Regions from separate parts of the Oryctolagus cuniculus genome. Here region 1 is linked to region 2. The links are chromatin contacts, called in public Hi-C maps. All regions are on one chromosome and are shown on one strand. Each heading gives the region's core, a stretch centred on a gene start, on an enhancer-like site or on the middle of the called end of the contact. The rest is flanking DNA. Distances are from core to core; before and after follow the strand shown.

Region 1 (4,942 bases), core at 1,332-3,831, 230 kb before region 2:
TCTCTCTGTAACTCTGCCTTTCAAATAAATAAATCTTTAAAAAAAAAAAAAAAAAGCACAAAAGAACTTAGGGCTGGTGTGTGGCACAGTGTAAAAGGAAGCCTCTGCTTGTGACAGTGGCGTCCCAAATAGGTGCTGATTCCAGTCCCGGCTACTCCACTTCTAATGCCTTTAAGGAAGTGAAAAGCTAAGTCATGATTGGTAGAAAATATTTTGCAAACTACTCTTTTTTTTTTTTAAAGATTTATTTATTTGAAAGGCGGAGTTACAGAGGCAGAAAAAGTCTTCCATCTGCTGGTTCACTCCCCAAATGGCTGCAACAGTCAGAACTGGGCCGATCCAAAGCTGGGAGCTGGGAGCTTCTTCCTGGCCTCCCACGTGGGTGCAGGGGCCCAAGGACTTGGGCCATCTTCCACTGCTTTCCAAGGCCATAGCAGAGAGCTGGATAGGAAGTAGAGCCTCGAGCTGGTGCCCATATGGGATGCTGGTACTGCAGGTGGCACCACCAGAGCACCGACCCCACAAACTACTTTTGATAAAGGATGTGAATCCAAAATATATGAAGAAGTCTTAAAACTGAATAATAAGTAAATAACTCAGTTTTAAAAATGGGCCAAAGAGCTGAACAGACACCTCACTAAAGACAGGAGACAAGCAAATGAAAAGATGCTGCGCATCGTATGTCTTGGAATTGCAATTTACAACAGACATGAGGGGCTGACCCTGTGGCGTAGTGGGTAAAGCCGCTGCCTGCAGTGGTGGCATCCCATATGGGCACCGGTTTGAGTCCCGGCTGCTCCACTTCTGATCCAGCTCTCTGTTTGGCCTGGAAAAGCAGTGGAAGATGGCCCAAGTCCTTGGACCCCTGCACCTGCATGGGAGACCCGGAAGAAGCTCCTGGCTCTTGGCTTCAGATCAGCGCAGCTCTGGCCATTGCGGCCAATTGGGAAGTGAACCAATGGATGGAAGACTCTCTCTCTCTCTCTCTCTCTCTCTCTCTCTCTCTCTCTCTTCCTCTCCTCTCTTTGTGTAACTCTTTCAAATAAATAAATAAATCTTTAAAAAAAAAAAAAACAATAGAACAACATAAGATACTGCCACCCATCTGGTGGAATGGCTAAAACCCAAAATCTAACATTACCAAATGCCTACAAGGAAGTGCAGTTGTAGAATCTCATTCATTGCTAGTAGTAGGGCAAAATGATCCAGCCACTTTAGAAGACAATTGGAAAACTAACCATAGTATCACCATATTTGCAATTTGACCAAATAAGTTGAAAACTTAACACTTCATATAAAAATCTGCACATGAAGTTTTATTCCTAATTGCCTCAAGCTGAAAACAACCCTGTTGTTACTCAATAGCTGAATGGTTAAACATCCTGTACTGAATCTTTACAATGGAAGATCATTCATAAATAAAAAGAAGTGACACTGTCTCTCCAGTTTGGTTCAGTGTCTACTAATCCTGCTGACCTCCTCTGGGAAGAAGGGGAGAAAGAATGAAGAGGCATGGCCCAGGCCCCTGGAACCACAGAGGCCAGGTATATGGGGTCCCACAGCGTCCTCCTCTCCTCTCTGTCTGCCCGGAACATCCCTGCTCAAGACGTCCAGCCTCCTGGGAGCTGAAGGCTTCTTAGGCCAGACATGGGTTGTCCTGAGTCCCAGGCTAGGAAACGGGAGTGCTCCTTCCAGTCCCAGTGGAGTGTTGACTTCCAGGTAGGAGCAAGGGGAATTCCTTCTGCGGTGGGGAGGGAGGGGATGGGGGAGCCCGGGGCTGGCTAGCAGTTGCCCTGGGGAAAGGCCCCTCCCCGCCAGCCCCTCTGGAATTCTGTTTGCTGCAGGAGAAGCAGGCTTCTTGAGTGAGGAGTTTTCCATTTTGCAAGTGGATGTTAGAGACATCAAACAGGCTCTCCACGGAGGGAACTGCTGTTTCAAGAAAACTCTCTCTCTCTCTCTCTCTCTCCCCCTCCTTCTCTACTCTCCCTCTCTCTCTCTCTCGATAGTCTATCTAGTGGTGGGAACTAACTGTAATAAGTATCATGATACAGAGTAAATACTTCATCATCATATTTAATGGTGGCAATATAAACATTAATGTAGCACCTACTGTGTGCCATGCAGGGCACGTTATGCACATCTGATTCAAGCTGTGAGTTTCACTTCAGGCAGGAGTGCAGGGAAGCCCAGATCCAGCCAATGTGTACAATCTCATGCATCAGCAGTTGTGTGAAGATCCAAAACCGGTGTTCTTTTTCTCTTCTCTCCCTCTGTCCTTCCTCTATTCCTTCCTTTCTTGTATCTTTAAAAAGGCACAACTCCAAAGCCCACACTCCTGACATTATGCACCTGCTGCCCTTGACGATGGCTCTGAAGTGTCAGGAAAGAGGCTGATGGGAGAAACAACAGTAAACAGGGTTTCGGGTTGGGCAGTGAGTAACCCACGCCACCTTTCTGCTCCTTGAATTTTTCCCAGATTTGGTCTTTACTGGGTGTACCAACCTGTCTCTCCCACAAGAGGTCAGTAGAACCCTCTTAGTGAATTCCAGCCTTGCGTCTGCCCTGACCGCTCCATGACTTGGCAGTGCAGACAGGTTGGTCATTCCTGGGACATTCATGGGTTCTCTTCACCACCACCCTGCTGTATTCAGGAGGGCGTCCACCTGGCATGTGCGCTCCATCCCCACGCTGCCCACTGTGTGGAAGGAGCTGAGTTCCAACTTATTCCTTATTTCCACAGGGTGTTTTAGTTACAAATTGCTGTCCATAGCATGCAAATGTGTTCTGTAAAATGCTATATCCTGCAATTATTGTATGTCAGGCAGGCCTTAGAGCAAGAGGTGATGGATCTAAGGCAAGTCACCCACTGCACACATATAGAGTGCCACCTGTGTGCCAGTGCTGTGGCCTCGAGCCCTGGCCCTGGGTGGACTGGCACGTGGCCTCTCTGCCGGAGACACGAACACCAGGGACTCCATGGCCCTGCCCAGCTACTGAGCTGCTGTGCGCATTCAGGAAGGGGTTCTGGATTGAGGGGAGCCTCCCTGTTTTTTTTTTTTTTTTTTTTTTTTTTTAGGATTTATTTATCTATTTGAAAGAGTTACACACACACACACACACAGAGAGAGAGAGAGGCATCTATCCACTGGTTCACTCCCTAATTGGCCGCAATGGCTGGAGCTGCACCAATCTGAAGCCAGGAGCCAGGAGCTTCTTCCAGGTCTCCCACGTGGGTGCAGGGGCCCAAGCACTTGGACCATCTTCTGCTGTTTTCTCAGGCCATAGTGGAGAGCTGGATCAGAAGTGGAGCAGCCGGGACTCAAACCGGTGCCCATATGGGATGCCAGCACTGCAGGTGGCAACTTTACCGGCTACACCACAGCGGCAGCTTTACCCACTAAGCCACAGCTCCGGCTGAGGGGAGGCTCCCTCTTAAGGAGAATAACAGAAAGTTACAGGTGACAATGGTAGGTACCAAAGCAATTTTATTTAGAATGAGCAAATAAACCACAACTAGAAAAATGATGGTTGGCCGGTGCCATGACTCACTAGGCTAATCCTCCGCCTGCGGCGCCAGCAGCCCGGGGTTCTAGTCCCAGTCAGGGCGCCAGATTCTGTCCCAGTTGCTCCTCTTCTAGTCCAGCTCTCTGCTGTGGCCCAGGAAGGCAGTGGAGGATGGCCCAAGTCCTTGGGCCCTGCACCCCATGGGAGACCAGGAGAAGCTCCTGGTTCCTGGCTTTGGATCAGCGCGGTGTGCTGGCCACAGCGCACCAGCCGCAGCGGCCACTGAGGGGTGAACCAACGGAAAAAGGAAGACCTTTCTCTCTGTCTGTCTGTCTCTCTCACTGTCCACTCTGCCTGTCAAAAAAAAGAAAGAAAGGAAGGAAAGGAGGGAGGGAGGGAGGGAGATGGCAAACCTCGGCAAGTCCAGGTGAAAACATATTTTTAAGAATGAACTTTACCGAGCTGGTGTCTTGGCTTGGTATGCTTTGATTGTCTTTCTCTGTGTCAGCACTTTTCTGAAATTGTGTTTTTAGTGGAGAAAGTGGAGAGTTTGGCTGTTGCTGCAGCAACTTGTGGGTACTGGAGAATTTCTTGTTGGCTGCGCCCAGAGGGAGGTGTGACTCCCTGTTGCACAGCTGCCCTCTCCAAGCAAATATGGAAACTGCGAAGTCACGCTGTGTGTAGTTGCCTTCAAAAAGAAAAAAATACAGCGTGCTCATAACTGGGTGGGCTGCGGTACCACTGAGCACGTTCTGGACAGAATCTCCCATCTGGACTAGCGGTTGGCGGCGTCTCCCTACAGACCAGTTCAAACCTTTGTCCTCCGCAGCGGAGCAACTTCTGGAGCCGGATGCATGGACAAGCACATTGGGGTACCCTTACCTCTCTCTGTCACAACACTGGGCAAGGAAGGGGCTCCTAGCAGGATGGCTCAGCAGCTCCGAGCTACAGAAATGTATCCAACTAAATCCCAAATAAACAGACCCTTAGTGCATCCTCATCCAAAAGCTGCCCCTGGAATCAGGAACAAGTGGGGAAAAGGGAACGAGAGTAGGGGTGACCATTTGGTCCAGTGGGCCAACTGCGGCTCGGGACGCCCGCAAACCATGCTGGGGTGTCTGTGATGAAGTCCTGCCTCCACTTCCCATCCAGCTTCCTGCTGATGCACACCTGGGAGGCAGCAGGTGATGGCTCAAGTACTTGGGTCCCTGCCATCCACGTGGGAGACACAGATGGAGTGCCTGAGTGCCTGGTTCATGACTTCCACCTGACTCTCTCCCTCTCCCTCTCCCCCTCCTCCATGTGTGTGTGTCTGTGTCTGAATTTCAAATAAAAAATAACAAAGGAAGAAAACATGAATAGAAAATGATCTGAATTGGCTGCAGTCAAAATACACTCATGCCTACTTTATAAACCCTGCGGCCATGCGAGCTCTGTG
Region 2 (4,876 bases), core at 2,234-4,733:
CAGCCGCCGCGTGGGGGACGCCCCCCGGGCCCGGCCCCTGAACCCTGGAGAGGAGAGGGTGGGGACGCCCAGGTGACCCCGGTGTCCTTGGGCGCGAGCGTCCCCAGGACAAGAGGGAAATGTGGTCTAAGCGAGAAGGCCCCACAGATTTGGTTTTCAAAACAAATCTAAATTTTAAAACACGCTTGAGTCAGAAACGGTGTTCCTTTTCTGTCTGGAACGCCGCTCCGGCGGCCAGGAGCCCTGAGAAGGGACGCCACCAGAAGCTTGGGTTTGCTGGGGTCCGGGTCCCCGCCACGCGGGTCCTGGCCCTCCCCCGCCCCCCGGAAGCAGCGCGCGGCGGCGTCCCCAGACAGCCCTTCCGTGCTGGCCGCACAGCCCCCGCCCCCCGCCCCATTGGCTGCCGAGCTCGGGCTGGATTCGAATCGCGAGTCGCCGTGCGCGCGGCCCAAATAAATCAGCCCTGGGGACAGGCCGCGCCCGGGGGCCGGCCCCGTGCGAGGGTGCGGGGCACGGCTCAATCCGCAGGGTCAGCTCCAAGGGTATAAATGGTCCCGAGAGAAACGGTTTCGTTCAAAACTAAGAAATTCCGAAAGAGGGGACAGGCGGGGATGAAAGAAAAGGAAAGGAAATAAAATAAATTAAAAAAAAAAAAAAAAAGAGGGGAGAAAAAAAATCGCCCCGGAAGAAAACAAGGATTTCTAAATACACGTCTACCTAGGGCATTCTGGGAGTCTTCTGCAGTTTGGGGTTCACCTCCTCCCCCGCGCCGCGGGACCAGCGGGCGCACGCCGCAGAGGGAGCTCGGCGCGCGGGGCCTGGGTTCCCTGGGGGCGGCTCTGGAAACAGGCCTGTCCCCCGAGGTGTAGTCCCCAGAGCCAAAGCCGGCGCGCTGGGAAAACCTAATTGCAGAGATCAGACAGCCCGTTTCTGTCTGCACCAATCTTACGGGTTAACTAGTTTTGTTATTTTTAAATTAACTGACACGAAAAGCGTTGTGCTCTCCAACCCTTCGTTGGGCTAGAAAACGCATCCCACAAAACAAAACAGTTTGGGAAGGAGCCATTACCTGTTTTCCCCTTCGTTTGGGTCTCCTCTCTCTGTCTCTCATATATATATATATATATATATATGCATAATATATATAATTTATATTTATATATTTACAGATTAGGAATTTGCAGAGTAAGATGCCGGGCCCCCTCTTAAAGTCGAATCGGTCAACGTCCATCCGCTGCTCCCCGCTGCCCAGCGGCGTCAGGGCCCCAGGGCCCTCCGCACGCGGCTGCGGGGCTGCAGGGCTGCGGGTAAACTCAACCCTGGAGGTCAGCGGTGAGGACTGTCCGGGAAACCCTGGCTGACACCCTTCCCAGCGAAGAGGAAGAAATGCGCTAGACACTCGTCAGGCTGTTCCTGGGGCTCCATCTTCTCTTCGGGGCTCCAGCTTGAAGGCCATTCACAGCCTGGACGCCAACTTAGCCAAGACATTTATTTTTAACAAATACGATAAGAACTTTAACAAAAATTACATTGAAGAGCAAACCTGAGAAACATTATTTCAAAACTGTAGGAAGTCACATACCCACCGCAGCTCCGACACTGCGTACAAACGGACTGCTGCAGAGCCCAGTCTGGCTTAGGAACCCGGTCGGGATTCGCGAAGGAACCGAACGAGTGGGACCTTCGGTGCCCCGGCGGGCGCGGAGCGGGTAGCCGAGGCCGGGCCGGTTCCTCGGGGAGTCGCATGCGATCGATCGAACGCAGGTTAACCTTTAAAGGCCGGCTCGGCGAATCTCGCTCTGTTCGTTTCCTCCCTTGTGCCTTTCGGAAAGGCAGCCACGCAGGACGTGGGGGCCGGCGCCGTGATTGTGGGGCCCCCAGGGGAAGGTAATAAAAATGGTCACATGGGACGAGGGCAGTTTAGGGACCTTCTTTACTCAGTAGCAAGTTAAAAATTCAGAAGCCTTTAGCAGCACCTGACAACGAAGGACGAGTAAAGAATTCCCCACAGCTTCCTGGATTCCGGCTCCCTCCACCCCCACTCTGCCCAGTCCAGTCCCCAGCTCCTCGCAGCGGCCACGGATCCGCGCCCCTGCGCCACCAGGGCTCACACCTACAGACCCCTGTGCTGCCAGCCCTTCGAGGCTCCTCTCCCTTCCCCTGCTGGAAAACACCAACTAAAAATAAAGACAACAACAAAACCCAAACCCAGAGCCCAAACACTTTCAGGGAGACTGACCTTTAGAAAATCATTTACTTTGATTTACCTGGGGAGAAAAAAAAAAAAAAAGTAAAAATCCATTCCCAACAAAACCACTCCTCCCGCCCTAGTTAATCTCTCTCTGGGCAGCCTTCTAGGGTCACGCCTGTCGGAAGAAGCCCTTTCTGAGAGCGGAGGGGAGAGAGACGCCGATCAGGGCTCCCGTGGCAGACACAGCGACACAGCGGCACTGATAACCTCGCGCCGTTCGTTCCCCGTGGCCGGCCCGCGAGCGACGGACCGCCGCGGTCTGCGCACCGCCGCGATAACCCCGCGCAGGGAGCAAAGAAAGGGGGTGTGTGTGTATGTTTGTGTGCGCGCGCGCGCGCCTGCCAGGGTGGGGGTGGGGAAGCCTCAATTTGCGCTGGGTCCAGAGAAGGTGACCTCCTGGCCCCTCTCTCCGTTGGCTTATCTGCCACTTACCTGGAGTTCTCCAGGGAAAGCTCAGAGCAAACGAGACAAAACTCGGAGAGCGTGTCCCGGGTGCGCCTGATGTGGAAGTCCCTTCTCCTCCCGCGCACCACAGGGACTAACCTTTCCTTACACCACGACCCCAAAGGTTAGCTGGGGAATGTCCTGAGCTTCCCAAAACTTCCCAGGAATTTGGTATATATTTTAAAGGCTCCCCAGCTCCTCTCCCAGACCGCAGGAGCCCCGATCCCCGACAGCCACCACTACCGGAGCCCCTAGCATCCCAAGGTCGGTCGGTCACACACAACTGCGGGCCACAAAGTTCATTTAGCGCGGAGGGAGGGGCAGAGAGGGCCAGTGGGGCAAACTCTTGTGCTCCCCATCCCATCGGAGGGCGCGCTGACCCGGGAGTGGACGCTCCCCTCCCGGCGCCGGGCTGAGCGCAGCCATCTCTCCCGGTGCCAAGGCTCCCTCCGTTGCCCCGCGTGGGCGAGCGTGAGAGTGTGTGTGTATGTATGTGTAACTGGGGGTGCCCCGCGGCTGGATGGGCGTGCGTCGCCAGCCAGGCCTGGCATGCGGTTGCCTCCGTCCCCCCCCCCCCCCACGTCCCTGGGCCGGGCGCCCCCGGTGTGGACTCGCCCCCACGGCGCGGACCGTGCTAGCCTTTCAGCCCACGCCCGCAGGCTGAGCCGCGCTCATTGTCTGCCCGGGCGGCGCTCACCCCTCCCCCCGCCGTCCCTCCCCACCCTCTTTTCTCTCCTCCCCTCGATCCCTCCTCCTCCTCCTCCTCCTCTTCACCTCCAGCGCCCAGCTGCTCGCAGAGCGCAGTTCCGACCCACAGCCTGGCACCCTTCGGCGAGCGCTGTTTGTTTAGGGCTCGGCGAATCCAATCAGGAGCGCAGGCTGCAGTTTTCCGGCAGAGCAGTAAGAGGCGCCTCCTCTCTCCTTTTTATTCTCCGCAGCGCCGCGCAGACCCCGGACTCGCGCTCGCCCGCCGGCGCCCGCCACCTCTCTCCGCGCCTGGGAGCACCCTTCGCCGCGGCGGTTCTCCATGCGCAGCGCCCGCCCGAGGTTCGGCCGCTCTCCCTGCCTCGCTCACTCTCCCTGCTTCCTTTCCTCCCGCCCCCTCCCCCCCACCGGCGGCAGGCCCCTGGACCTCCGCCTCTCCCGCCCTTCCCGGGCCGCAGCCGGCTCCGCGGGTGTCTCCCTCCTCCCCTGCGGCCGGGCTCGAGCCGCTCCCACGTCCCCGGGACGCAGCGCAACCGGCTTCTGGTGCCTTTTCCTCTCTCCGAAGTGCTTATCTGCGCGCAGCCTTATCTGAGAGTTATCTCGGCGCGAAGGGGCGGGGGCCGGTAGTCTGACGGGCAGAGAAACTTCTTGCTCGCTGCTTGCCCGGTGTGTGTCTGTGTGTTGGGGAGAGGGGGGACATTGATTTCAATGCGGTCATCTCCGATGAGCCGGGACAGCTTGGGGAAGCAGCCGGGAGGAGGACTGCCGGGCCGCATCTTGCCTCCCGCCCCCGCCCCCGCCGAGCCTCCCTGTCATTCTTCCTGCTCTCGGCTTTGGGGTGGCCTCGGCTCCGGGGCGGTCTCACGCCCCCTCCTGCGTTCCCCCTCCTTTTCTCCACGCCGCGCTCCACCCCGCTACGTCCGATCCCGGAACGGCCCGGCTGCTCCGTGGCCGCGGGTGACCGCGGGTGGGCCTGGGTGGCCCCGCCGGCGTGAGCGCGTTGCTGCCGACAGGCGCGGGCCATGTCCGAGGTGCGCGGCGCCGCCGGGCCATCGAGCCGCCGGGTTCCCGAACTGCCCCCTGCCTCGAAGGCTCGGGGCTGTGGTCTCCCTCCGGCTGCCCCACGTTCCCCGGCTGAGTTGCGGTTTCTGGGGGATCGCGCTCGGGTCTGATCGGCGCAGCCCGGGACGCTCTGGAGGAGCCGGCTGGGGAGAACGCAGCGGTTTCGTTTTCGAGGACAGGTTGCCTTCCTCGCGCTCACTTTGGGGAGTCGTCCCCCCATGGAGGGGGCGTGCAGGGAATCGGGACGGGCCAGCGGCGACACACACAGGCCGCTGCGTTTCTTTAATGGGCCCGGAGGGAGCACGTTGTGGGTGGAAAGAAGATCTCGGGCAGCTTAGCAGGCGTCCCTGGGGTTCGGCGCTCAAGCCGGGGAAGGATGCTGCCCAGGGGTGGGCGGGGAGGCCCGGGGTTCCC

Evidence for each region. A called contact is a pair of places that touch in the nucleus more often than the background predicts.
Region 1: a Hi-C map of embryonic fibroblasts shows a contact between it and region 2, with 5 times the contacts expected there. The contact joins the enhancer-like site here to the promoter of GATA6 in region 2. A contact is called at or near these places in 2 of 6 Hi-C or Micro-C datasets (embryonic fibroblasts and skin fibroblasts).

Annotation. Positions count from the first base shown.
Region 1 is chr10:55,737,555-55,742,496 of mOryCun1.1, reverse strand. No RefSeq gene overlaps it. Among named protein-coding and RNA genes, the nearest start is that of MIR1-2, 52 kb to the left of the region's middle. Within about 2 kb of position 2,581, at least 1 of the 8 cell types and tissues checked has an H3K27ac peak or open chromatin away from gene starts, as enhancers often do.
Region 2 is chr10:55,505,273-55,510,148 of mOryCun1.1, reverse strand. GATA6 (GATA binding protein 6) reads left to right here and starts at 3,483. Exons shown (of 7, transcript XM_070050400.1): 1 at 3,483-3,595. LOC138844039 (a long non-coding RNA gene) reads right to left here and starts at 3,603. Exons shown (of 2, transcript XR_011379385.1): 1 at 3,470-3,603; 2 at 1,476-2,267.